2 separate regions of the Zea mays genome follow, and region 1 is linked to region 2. Evidence: chromatin contacts called from public Hi-C data. All regions are on one chromosome and are shown on one strand. The core of a region is the stretch at or near the end of the contact, and the rest is flanking DNA. Distances in the headings are between cores, read along the strand shown.

Evidence for each region. A called contact is a pair of places that touch in the nucleus more often than the background predicts.
Region 1: a contact with region 2 is called in a Hi-C map of ear, with 2.8 times the contacts expected there. The contact joins the promoter of LOC100274681 here to the promoter of LOC103642249 in region 2. A contact is called at or near these places in 3 of 25 Hi-C or Micro-C datasets (ear, leaf and tassel).

Annotation. Positions count from the first base shown.
Region 1 is chr10:2,696,098-2,703,461 of Zm-B73-REFERENCE-NAM-5.0, reverse strand. It overlaps LOC100274681, which reads right to left and starts at 2,232. Exons shown (of 8, transcript XM_035963291.1): 1 at 1-2,232.
Region 2 is chr10:2,552,987-2,559,553 of Zm-B73-REFERENCE-NAM-5.0, reverse strand. It overlaps LOC103642249 (ankyrin-2), which reads right to left and starts at 1,873. Exons shown (of 11, transcript XM_008665563.3): 1 at 1,789-1,873; 2 at 1,454-1,639; 3 at 814-948. The coding sequence starts at 1,873. LOC103640693 (protein LURP-one-related 5) reads right to left here and starts at 5,315. Exons shown (of 2, transcript XM_008664174.2): 1 at 4,889-5,315; 2 at 3,840-4,536. The coding sequence starts at 5,177. The coding sequence ends at 4,058.

The sequences.
Region 1 (7,364 bases), core at 983-3,482, 140 kb before region 2:
AGGGAAGATTGTTAGAGAAGTGGAGTGTGATCTCTCGTACCGCTGAGTATGTCTACTAAGTTCAAATAATATGCTAATTTTTTTAATAGAGGTTTGAGATGTTGAGCGCGTAACACTTTGTGTCCTCTTGGTTATGTTGGAGCATCTCCAACAAAGATGCTAAATTAAGTTCTATTTTTAATATAATGCTCAAGATCAAAAACTAGTTTTTAAGAGAGGTTCTATTTTATAAAATTTGGTTAAACTAATATAGGGTCTTATTTTATAAAATTTACTGTCTGCCTTCACGTGATATTTCATCGCTGGTGCGTCTCCCTCTCCAATCGTCTGAACAAATCTCTCCTCAATTAACGTGATTATAGGACTCGTTGTTGGAGTAAAGAAATTTTGTTGGGTCCCATATCACTTAAATCAAGTCTTATTTTGATTTTTAGGACCCAATTGTAGAACTCTCGTTTGAAGATGTTCTTACATTATTGTAATTATTGTATGAAAAATGTGCATACAAGATTACAAACCCTAAGTTTAAGGGAGAAAAAGAGACTACCTCTTTGAAAAAAAATTATAAATTTTAATGTGTTTTTATTTGGTGGCTTGGTCCTTAGGTTGTCTTTAGTTAATAGTGTATATGGTCGTGCAAAACACTATTTTGCACTGCAGATTATACTGTTCTGTTCATAGTGTGAAGTTTAAAGTACAAGATAGGATAGGAGATAAGATGGGTAAGCTGTTGTAGACAACCTTAGAACAACTCCAAAAAAAAATTAACCAAATTTACTGATGAATAGCTAGTCTAACAGACTCTATAAACCAACAGGACGAATGGAGCAGACTATCCAAAAATATAGAGCGAAGGGATGAAAAACTTCTAAATTTGAAGAGTAATTTGTAGAGTTTATTGGGGATATTTTTTTTATATATAATAGCTAAAATTAGCTTAATAAAATTATCTAACTAGTTTTTTAGAATCTCTACTCCTTTAAAGCATCAGTTTCGTCGTCATGCACCACATGTGAAGCGTGTAGATATATTCCTTTCTCTGTTTATCGTCTAACAATGGCCTAATGGACTATTACACCATAGATAGGAGTATGGGACGTTACACCAGATATGCCTTGTGAGAAAGCATCAAAGCTCAACATGACAAAAGCAACACGCAACGCAGACAGTACCACTTCGCTAGATGAAGGAGCTCGAACGATCGAGCGAACTCTGAAAAATGGGATGATGTGCTTCTTTTCAACTCATATATTTCTCGGTCTTTTGAATAAAATAAAATATAATATTTATTCTTATTAATTTAATATCTAATATATGAACCATATGTTGACTTTAACATTAAATTTATTTTTTATAGTTAATAAGTATAATTATATATCATCGTATAGACATTGCTCTTAAAGCAAGCTTTATTTCCCACCGCGGGTTGTCCAGGTACATGCCATGTGTGCTGATATAGAAGACATTTATGCGAGGGACCAGATTCCATATGTCGTGAGCAGTATGCCAGTACCACATAAATAGACAGCTTATCAGACATTGCTAGTCCAACCGTCCGATTTTTTTGTATTTTAATCTTTTTTTGAAAAATATTCACGTTTAGACTCTTAAATGACTTAATCTCATTTTTAATCCTTTAGTCGGCGCTGTAAGCTGTGGCGCCGAGGTAACACGGCTTAACGCTACATATATTAGCGCCGAGGTGTGTGTTCCACTAGCGAGAGAAGCTCATATGGCGCTGACGTGGCCGAGCTCAGCGCCATGAATTATGGGGCCGAGCTCCCCTCTACCACCGCGTCCGATGGATTGGATGGATTGGTTGTGTAGTTTCTCTCTCTCTCTCGGTGTTTTGGTTATCAGCAAAAAAATGGGTATCACTAGTAGTGGCCCTTTTCGCCTGCATGCATGATGCAGCCGGGCATGCTTGAATGAATCATGTGCTTCCAAGTTTCATCTGGAGAGAGAAGAAAAAAAAAGCGTGTGCTTGCAACAACAATTCCAAAGCCTCATACCTGATTACAAAAGAAATAGCCTAAGAGAGAGGGAAAAAAAGAATATGATAGTAGGAAAGGGTCCCGTTTTACACACTGTATATAAAAATATCGATATTTATACTAGTTAGTATCAATAAAAAATCCCTAACTACATATTATATTTAATTTAGTTACAAATGTAACACTATTGATGTTTTTATAAATCTGATTAAATATAAAAAGCTTCAACGATACGTTTCTCTCTCTGTTTTTTTTTTCATAGAGCAGGAGGCTTCACAAATCACAACCCATACGGGACTGCTCTAATAGGGTGTTTGGTTACCCCAAACTAAAATTTAGCCCATGTCTCATCGAATGTTTGAACCTTCGTTCCGGGTATTAAATGTAGTCGGATTATAAAACTAATTTGTCAGCCGAAGATTAAAAGTCGAGACGAATCTAGTCCAGTTGGTTGGGTCTATATTTCATACTCCTATTTAAAAATCAAACGCTTGATGTGACCCGGTCTAAACTTTAGCAGGAGTAACCAAACACCCCCTAAGTTGGCAGAAAAGGGACCTGTGTGTGTGTGGGTGGGGTGGGGGGGGGTTGGTGATGGCGTGATGGTCATCTGCTCACTGACACCAACAGTTGTCCCGACGAGACCATGAATGATGTGCCTCGACAATGATGATGTGCCTTGACCCGTCATCCAAGGGAAACACTGTGTCTTAAAAGTGAATACTCATTTTGTGCTACGCCCAACGAAAACAACTAGAGAGACAAACCAGCCAACCCCGAGCTCGGCCATAGCGTCGTGCCATGCTCTCTCACCAGCGGAGCACGTATCTCGATGCCGTAAACTGTGGCACCGAGCCAACCGCACGGTAGGAGACTCGAGCTCGGTGTCATGAATCATGGCGCCGGGCTCGGCCACGTCAGCGTCGTATCATGCTCTCTCGCCAGCGGAGCACGTATCTCGGCGCCAAGATCTGTGGCGCCGAGCCGTATTACCTCGGCGCCACAGTCTATGGTACCGAGCAAAGAGTCTACAAATGAGATTAAGTCATCGAATAGTCTAAACGTGAACATTTTTCAAAAAAAAGGTTAAAATACAAAAAAACGGTCCAACCGCATGGGTTATAATATAAGGTATTCTTTTTGAAAAGGTCTGATCTATACTTTATAAAATAAGACATAATATTAAAACTATCTTAATTATAAATATATAAATATTAGGTTTACTGTCACAACCGAATTTAAAAGATAAAGCCGGGTGCATCTCATATGTGCGCCAAGAAAGAACTTCACATATAATGACAGAATGTATAGAGATAAATGTCATAAATACCATAGATATACTTATTACATAGCGGAAGTCTTACAAAAATAAATAATAAATATAAAACGAACTAAATATTATTTTCCTGACGCCACAAAGCTGACTAGGAGACACCACCAACATCAAGTCGAACTCCTCGTTGTGTGGCTCCTCTTCGACCACCTGCTCTTCACCTGTGGGGGGGTATATATATCGCAAGAGTGAGCTCACAAAAGATCATAGCTCAACAAGTTGTGGGGAATAATGTGCATGAACTCACCAAAGGTGGGAGTTCATGTGAAGTGTAAGGCTGATCAACAAAATAAAGGTTGAAGCTGAGCATTGCTTTTATAAGTTGGTGAAATTTTATTAGCAGTTACTAAGTGTAAGTAAATACCAAACCATAGTGATAGTAAATCAAAGTAATAATAAATAATCTGAATGCGATGCAAATGACAAATTGAATTTAATTCCATAAATTAATCATGTGAGGGTCCGAGCCGCTCATGACCATGAGCACGGCTGATATACCAGTTTTACACTCTACAGAGGTTGCGTATCTTTACCAACAAGTCATGTTACCCATATGCCAAGGGGTCATGAATCCCATACACCTCTATCAAGGAAGCGAGGCAGGGTAACACTATAAGGTCTTTACAAAGTTCCACTAGCTTCAGAAAACCCGCAACAGTCTAGGATGCTCCAATGCAGGGACCCCTCGCCAGACCACCATCGCAGCAAAATCAACCCAAGGGCCTCCCCACACTGACCACTCCCCTACTGCCCTTGCCCCTATCGGGTAAGATAGTCCTCCACTAGCTTTCCTAGTTAGTCAGCCAAGGGCGTCCCATACCACCCTTGTGGTAGCACTGTTTTCCTAGGTGGTCACTCCATGTTCCAATTAACATAATGATCTTATCATGAACAGTAATAATAAAGAGATAATAAAAGTATGATCATGAATAATGTATATCTCCATACCCAAAACCACATAAAGCAATATCAAGTACTACCCAAAAAGTTCAGTGGAGTCAAGGTATAAAGATAGTCAAACTAGGGTAACCTAAAGGGTACCATCAAAATTAACCTATGCATATCATTATGATTAATAAGAATATGACTGTGTAAAAAGAAGTGATCAAGGGCACAGCTTGCCTTCAACGAGCTCCTGCTCAGCAGTCTCCACCTGCTAAACCCCAGGATCCTCTGTGGGTGGCTCGTCTACTCGCATCAATACAAACAAACAGGGTATAGCAGAAATTAAAATCACACCAAACATCAAAACAGAATGCATGATATTATTCTACGTTGTGTAACGAGATCGTAGGAATAAAAATCACTAGTTTTAGAGTTATGGATTTTAAGTTATGAATTTCTGAAGGTTTTATGTATTTGATACAAGATTAATTAAGAGATAAATTTTAATACATTTTTCATGTCAAAACAGAGACACTATGTGATAGATAATATTATTACAAAATTATAGGAACTGGAATGGATCAATTTGACTAAGTATGAATTTTATATGAATTAAATAAGGTATAGTAATTGTTTTTATATTAAAAAAAATTTCTAAATGATTCTATCGGTTTTATAACTGTCTGGATTGCGCGCATGATTTCAGAGAACAACAGGGGTCTCTGCGCAATGTTTCCTAGACTCAATCCACAGTAACTACAGACTGCAGGTTGTTTTCTGTAAACAATAAGGGTTCTTTTGCAAAATGGTCAGGCCGAAGGGGTATCAACGATTCCTGGTCGCTAGATCAAACTTGGACGGTCTGGATTAGGTCAGTCACTTTACTAAACATGTATGCTACGAGATCCCTCGGATCTCCAGTCAACGGTGTAGATTTTAAATGAAGAGGGTGAGAGCACCTAGAGGGGGGTGAATAGGTGATCCTGTAAAAACTTAAACTTATAGCCACAAAACTTGGTTAAGTGTTAGCACAATGGAATTAAGTGGCTAAGGACCGAGCTCTTGTGAAACACAATGGTCACAAAGAAAACAAGCACAAGAGACACAATGATTTATCCCATGGTTCGGCCAAGTATAACACTTGCCTACTCCACGTTTAAGGATATATTTTTATTTTTATTTTATACTCCTCCCCTTTTCTTTTCTCTCCTTTTTCTCATTTTCAAATTCAATTTAAATTTTGGTTTTACTTAAAATTTTCATCTCATTATTATTATATTTTTATTCATATTATTGTTCTTTTTATTAAGTGCACAACCAAACAAAACTCGAGCTTGATGCTTGTCTTATTTGGATTTTTAATAAGGGATTATTCCCTCTTAACTATGATTAATCACATGCCTCAAAAGTAGATGGCAAATCACATAAGGAGATTAACTCTTTTATAAGTCTTATAATTTGGGTATTACAAATCCTACCTCCCTTACAAAGAATCTCGACCTCGAGATTAGGATGGACTAGGAAAGAGGTGGGGAAAATCTACTCGTAGTTCTTCTTCTCTTTCCCATGTAGCCTCATCTTCACCATGATGACTCCATTGCACTTTGCACATTTTTATCACTTTACTCCTTGTGACATGGGTCAAGGTATCGATAATCTTGATAGGATATTCAGTATAAGTCAGATCATCTTGAACACTAAGGTCCTTGTCACACCTGGGTTTCGAGGCACCAAGACCCGAGCGCGAACATAAACACCAGGTGTGCTGGGACCAAGTCTCACACATATGATGAATCATGGCACAGGATTGAATGTCACATCTTTACTATATAATAGGAGTTCTGTACAAAATAAATAAATAATTACATTAAAAGGAGACAACGGTCCAGCAACCCAAAGTTGACTGGGAGACGACGGCCTAGACCTCTCACAAACTCGTCACAACATCCTCCAAGCGCCTCATCTTGCGGTACCTGTTCTTGACCTGTGGGGGGGTGTGAGACAGCAAGAGTGAGCTCACATACGTTCATAGCTCAACAAGTTGTGGGGAATATTGTGCATGAACTCGCCAAAGGTGGGAGCTCACGTGAAGTGTAAGGCTTACCAAAGAGGATGGTTAGAGCTGAACATTGCTTTTAAAGTTGGTCAAAATTTTATTAGCAATTACTAAGTATAAGTAAATACCAACCCAATTAAGTAGTAGAACAAAAGTAACAACCTCACATGCGATGCAATGCATATGACAAATTGAGTTTAAGTTCCATAATTTAATCCTGTGAGTGTCCGAGCTGCTCATGACCGTGAGCATGGCTAGTATACCAGTTTTACACTCTGCAGAGGTTGCACATCTTTACCCATAAGTCATGTTACCCATCTGCCAAGAGACGGCCAATCCCATACACCTCTACCGAGGAGGCGAGGCAGGGTAACACTACGAGGCCTTTACAAAGTTCCACTAGCTTCAGAAAACCCGCTACAGTTATAGGAAGCTCCAATGCAGGAATCCCTCGCCTGACCGCCATCGCAGCAAAATCAACCAAGGACCTCCCTGCACTGACCACTCCCCTACTGCCCTTGCCCCTTTCGGGTAAGGTAATCATCCACTAGCTTTCCTAGTTAATCAGCCAAGGGCGTCCATAAACCCTTGTGGTAGCACTGTTTTCCCGGGTGGTTCTCCATGTTCCAATTAACATAATGATCTTAACCTGAACAATAAATAACAACTGATAACAAAAGTATAATCATGAATAGTGTAATCTTCATACCCAAAACCACATAAAGCAATAGCAGGTACTACCCAAAAAGTTTAGTGGAGTCAAGGTATAAAGATAATCAAACTAGGGTAACCTGTTGGGTCCCATCAAAATTAACCTATGCAGATCATTATGATTAATCAGAACATGACTGGGTAAAAAGAAGTGATCAAGGGCACAACTTGCCTAGGACTTGAGATTCCAGGTACCAGGATGATCTTCAGATGACACGTGTCCTCACTGCTAGTCGTAACAATATAAACATACATGGTATAGGAAAAGTTAACAACACACCAAACATAAACACAAACCGAATAATAATATTCTACGCATCGTAACGAGATCGTAGAAACAAGAACCACTAAATTCGGAGCAACGATTATTAAGTTATGAATTTCC
Region 2 (6,567 bases), core at 624-3,123:
TAAAATTTTGACTACAAATAACTATTTTGTTATTTAGTTTTGGAGCCTAATGTTTATATGCACCAATTTGTCATAAAAAGTACTTTTATAAAAGTATAAATGTATTAAGAGTTCATTTGTATTTTAACAAAACATATTAGTCAAAGTTATATTTTGGAGACCGTGTCGTTGTCCTAAACGACAACTAATAGGAAACCGGAGGGAGTAAGGTATAGCTGAAAAGGTGTTTTATTCTTTTGCCATGTCGATATTTAGAGTGTCAACCAAACTATTGAACATTGGCTATAACCAATATTTTTTGTACCACAAAGTGACACATTATATTTCTTCTATAACAATCTGTGAAAAAATGTAAGTAACTTGTATTGATATAATATCATACAAATTTTATCATATTTTTAGTAACATTAAACAATTCAACTTTGAGCAAAAATGAAGAAAATGTTTGCTATTTATTTGTGGAAATCTCTCTCCATTAAAAAAAATTGGTACCAAAATTAAACTACTCCTGAGTTAATAACATAAACATTAGGCATTCTCTGCTTTAATATCTTCAGCATCTTACTCATCAACATCTATTAGACTATCTCCAGCAACGTACTTACTCATCCACATCTCCTATTTTAAACTTATGCATAAATCTGTTGGCCGTAGCTTATAGATATCCAGCAGTTGTTGCAGCACACTTGGTGAGCCTTCTAAAAGCAGTTAATTAATATTGAATATATACAACAGTTTATATATGTAATGACATAATCACATGTAATACATAAAAACAATGAGATGTGATGCATGCAAGGTATATGGTCGTACCTTTTCCAACTGCGATAGTTAGTGGGGTACACCCATGATGCACACGTTTATTTGGATCAGCATCATGATCAAGAAGATACCTCACAGCATCCACATTTTTTTTGGAACGAACTGCAACAGAGAGAGGTGTATCACCTACTCAAAATAATCAAAAGTAAAGTAAAAAAATCAATCTTCTTATAAAAGAATAAACATCCGCAGCGATTGATTTCTCTATGACGACATGCTTCGTAGATAAATAAAATATAAATCTAAAGACTCCAAATAACAATAGATTGTTGAGGGATCAATTCAATGACAACAATTGAGTATAAACGTTTAATTAATGCTAAAAAGTATCACCCACGGAAAAAATATCACGTTGCATTGCATATACATTCTTCATTTTAGATGATGGAAAAAAAACATTGTTCCAGCCTTTTCCCCTCACATGTAGGGTACGGCGAAAAATTTACATCACCTCTCTAAAAAAGAACCACTTCACTAAAGAAGACAGAACAAAACGACTAAGAGAGACAAAATAGACCAGATAGCGTCTAAATGATCCTATTCGGGAATCTCGAGAGCTAAAGTGAGCATAAATCTGAAATAGCAAGGCAGCATTTGTAGAGTCCAGACGCAAGATCGAGTAGTGTGACACCTGACCCGACGGCAGTAGCGTTCACGTCCATCTCAAGCTCCTCGACTAGGTAAGCACAGACCCGTGTGCTCCCGTTTGCGGCGGCGACGTGCAGGGCTCCGAGAGCGGCGGCGGCGCTGATCATGGCGGCGGTCTCCACCGCCTCCCTGATGCGGCCCTTCCCGCCGTCAAGCGCTCTCGCAGACCCTGAAAGGCACGATCGAGCAAATTGGATCGGACAATAAATAAAAGAAACAGACTAATAATTCACCTAGCGCTAGCGCCCTTTTAGTTCCTTCATCCGTTCGCTGAGCACAAAACTGAAAGAACACGGCCGACAGGGCACGAATTCGTACTCTTGAAGCCGCGGAGGTCGTCATTGGCCGCCGCCAGCAGGAGCCGCCGGTCCAGCCTACCGCCGCAGAAGTGGGGCGGCGCCATGGCTGGCTGCTATGTTTGTTGGAGAGCGAGGCAGGTTGGTGTGGTAGAGATTTGGAGAAGCTAGCGCCTAGCGGTATGTATACTGTATACTATTCACTCAGTTGGTGGAAGTGGTAGAGGCGCGCAGGAAGGCAAGCGGATCGGATTGGCTGTCGTTTCGGTTCAATTTCATTTGCATTATATTCTATTCATTCAATTTCAATTGCATCGTTTCCCTCCCCGACGCCGGCCTGTCTGTTCAACTCCTCCCCGGTCCGCATGCATGCAATAAATACGTCCCAAGTTCCAAATTGAGAGGAGTATCGCTCTTTTTGCCTAGCTCCATTTAGAGCAACTCCAAAAAAAAAACCTAAAATGTTTCAAAGAAAAGATGTTATCGGAATAGGGCTAGGGCCTCCTTTAGAACAAATGAAAAGTAGTGGGATTTTAGAGGATTGGAATCATATAGGAAATTTTCCTATATAGCCTTTTAGAATAAAGGATTAAGTTCCTACAAATTCTATAAAATCCCTATAAAATTATTCATTGTAGTAAAATTTTGGAGGATTTATAACAAGAGGTCCAACCTCGAAAAACGTTCCTTTGTGTGTATCTCTCTCCTCTAACTCATTTGTTCTTTATACGCTGCATCTAAACACTCTATTTGATGTTTTCAAGTATTTTTAATTCTTGTATGATTGTAGTTGTAGTACAACTCCATTCCTACGTTTTTTTTTTTCTATTCCTGCATTTTATCAATCATGCATTTCAAAGGGGCCTAAAATTTTTTAGGGGTGAAATATTGTGTCTACTCCAACAGTCAAAACTGAAAAACCAAAAAACTGGACTCAAATTTAAAATAAAACGCCCTCCTGGCAGCCCACTTTGCACATGTATATGGGCCCTTCGCAATATTTGGAAATGTAGGCCTTCGTAACCTCCAAACAGCTTCCTGGTTGATGTCTCCATCGAAACAAGTCTATGTGCGAGAAACAAAAACGCCAGCGCGTGTGGAGCCATCAATCATGCAAAAATATACGGGAGCGAAGGAGGTAGATGAGGGATACGAAATTTTGGAGAGGAGAATAGGGGAGCTGTTTGGAGCAAAGAAGATCACTATTCTCTACTAATATTTGTTTTGAGATTGGTTTACGGATTCTTTTGGACCTCCTCTTAACAGATATCCGTAAGCGCAAAATGGGCCTCCAAAACTCGGCTGCTCCCGGGTGGGTAACACGCGTACCCATGTTCCCTCCCTTCCATGATTCTTGCTCGCTTCGTTACTGTAGTCGCAATTCACTGCACCATAGCATTTAGCTTGGCAGTTGCTTGAACTGGAAGATTCCAGCTTTCTCTCGGAAATATGGTTGACGGAAATTAGATTCATCTAAAATTGAGTCCCAGAATGCTAAGTAAAACTTGTGTATTCAGAATCATGCCCTTTTCTTAGAATTACATGATCTAGTATAGTAGTTAGTTTCTTAGCGCTGAGCTGACTGTTTGCTAGAAATAAGGCTTGCTACCTGTTCTTCATTGTCGCAGTTCATTTATGATTGCGCACTGACATTTCTGTCTTTAATTGTTGTTGTATTATCCTGTGGAGAAGAGGTTATGGCCCATTGGTCACAACTGATGTGTGATGTAAGAATGTACAGAGGGCACTGGCCTTGCTTTGTCTTGAATGTTAGCACTTGGGCTTGCTTTACGCATACGTGAGCACTGTAACTGGATAGATCTTCAACACCCCCTACTTTTACCGATGTGTGTCTCGGATTAGGAACTTGAACGTTGTTTTATTGGGTTGGATGCCCCTCGCTGGAGGCCACTGTCTCTGTTGGCATGTCCTGAGCTGAATTACTCATGACACATGAATTGTGGTCTGGCACCATCTCCTGCAGTCGCCATCAGAAGACATTTCCGCTGGATTAGGTCACCTGCAACAAACAATCTGCTTGCCCTGGCCTACTTGACATGCGCAAACAAGTGGTTGCTTTTGTGGTCCGGTGGGACTCCAGATTAGTATTGCTAATTCTGTCTGTCCTTTTCTTATTAGATGCTGCTGATCAGGAGATGCAGCACTGACAAAAGTAGTAGTTGTCTTCAGGTATCCCGTATCCTCATTCCCCCACACCACTAGCTAGGAGAGGTGCTAGCAATTAGCAAATGCAATGTCAAAATCAGAACACTTATACACGTTTCTCATTACTACTCGCACTGCGAAGGGCACACCATGGGCGTGTACGGCCTGCGACAGATCCTGTCCATGACGACGACGATGGCCATGACGGTGGCCACGTCGACGCCCGGCCGGACCACGAGGCTGAACACGTCGTCGTCCCCGAGCGTGGCCACCGGCCTGGACGCCACGCCGGCGCTCTTCCTCGTTATCCGCGCCGCCTCCCTGCCATCGCTGCCGCGCCGGATCTTGCAGCTTCGCCTCGAGAAGGAGCCCTCCACCCGGTAGCCGGGAGCGGCGGCCTGCGGGTTGTGCTTGTTGCAGCTGAGACTGAGAGAGGAGGACGAGGACGACGCAGCAGCAGCGGATCCCGGTCTTGAGGCTGACATGTGCACCTCCGCGTTGTCGCTGCTGCTACGCAGAGCTGAGCACCTGCTCATCGTGAACACCTGCTGCTGCGCCGAAGACGCGGGAGGCGCCTTCTTGTCGACCACGGCGTCTTCCGTTGCTGTGTAGCAGTTCCAACGGTCGTGCAGACTGAGAAGCTGTTATTACACAATACACACCATTTTTTTTCACCCTCGTTATTAGCTAGCTGCAAAAGGTTGTGTTAATTTGTTTTTTTTTAGTCAATCTCTTCTCTCATTCTCTCTCTCTTTATTTCAGCACTTGGTGCAAGTTAAATCTTCTCACGCACGACTCAGGAAATTAAAACTAGTTCATTCGTTCGACAAATAATATAGCTGTCATTTTAGGGGGCTTAAAGTGACAGGCATTCATTTTCTGAGAAAGTGAAAAGTTGGGGTAGCGTGATCTCGTCGTCTCAGTAATGGAACGTAGTAAATGAGCGTAGTATTTACGTATAACCTGTGGCCTGAGGGAGAGGAGAGGCGTGCCTTGGCCGTCCATGAGCAGCAGGTCGCCGGCGCAGAGCTTGCGGCGGCGGGAGTAGTTGTCGACGCGGAACGCGAGCCTGCCGGCGTCGTCGTAGACGCAGAAGCCGTCGGTGCCCTGGAAGCCCATGCTGGACCTCTTCCACACCGTGTACACCGCCGGCGGCCGGCGTTCCCGTTCAGCAGCAGCAGCCCGACGACGACGATGGGCACGGCCGGCAGCGTCCGAAGACGAAGGGTGTATCCGTGTACTCATGGTAGGAGCTGAGGATGATGGATGCAGAGGAAAAGGAAGAGGAAGAGAAGGTGTGGTGGTGGTGGTGCGAGAGTATATAGGATTGACGTGAGGGAGCAGGCAGGCAGTTAGGCAAGGCTACCAGTGTGTGTGTCTGCGAACGAAGCGAGTCGCCATCCGTACGTGGCTTTCAGGATTTATTTCCATGGCGTTGGCGTACGTATACGGATGCTTGTTGAAATGAATGAACCCTGGATATGGCGATCCTTCCTCCCCACCCCGCCTGATGGCTGACGCCGCCGGTGCAACACATCAAGACAGTCGTCGGAGTACTCATTCTACACATAGATTTTTAATTTTTAGTGTACTCATTCTACACATAGAAAAGAGATTTAATTTTAAGTGTACTCATTCTACATATAGATTTTTAAGAAAACCGTGACGGTTTTCTTAAAAAACTGTCACTAGAAATCATTTTTATCCTAAATTTTTTAAGTTCTTCAAATAATCGCGTATAGAAAAACCACCAATATAAAAGTTATAGGTCTCTAAAAGTTATGAAACCGTATAGTTGACAACTTTTTTGTTTGAAATTATTTTGGCTCTTAAAATTTGCATCTAAATTTATCAAATTTAAAATGCAAATTTTGCAAACGAACTTGGATGGAAAAAGTACCAAAATAAAAGTTATATAACTTCAAAAGTTATAAAATTTTGTAGTTGACAACTTTTTCGTTTAAATTCGTTTACAACCTTAAATAGTTAATTCATACTTGGATTGTTCTAATATGTGAGCAACAAAACTATAAAGACTTGAACTAAGTAATAGACAGAGTGGTAGAGCTATCTACATGCGAGGGTGAGGTTGCGGGTGGGTTTGATTCCCACCAACCGCAAAATTTTGCGTGAAAATATCGTGACTTGCGACTTCGACGAAGACGACCGAACAGGATGGTGAGCCCCTAATTAATTTTTTGCTATTTTAAAAACGCATTTTATGTTTCCTATAAAATATTTTCACTGTTGGTTTTATTACCTCGACCGTGAGTGAAAATCAATTTTCACTCGGTGGTTCTCAGTTATCAGTCTGTAAAAATAAATTTTTCTAATAACACTAGTACACAGAGCCTCTATAGTGGCGGTTCTAGAGACGTTTGCACTGGCGTTTTTCAGTGCCGCCAGTGCTAGGGGCCAGTGGAAATCGCCATTTCCACTGGCGGTTATTCTAGAACCGCCAGTGAAAATAGCATTTTCACTGGCGGTTTTATTAAGAAAACCGCCAGTGGAAATGCCACTGGCGGTTTTTTATTTAGCCGCCAGTGGAAGTTTTCCCGCCTTTTTAAAATTTTCGTACTGAAATTTATATATATTTACACACGCAAACATATATATATATATATATATATTGATA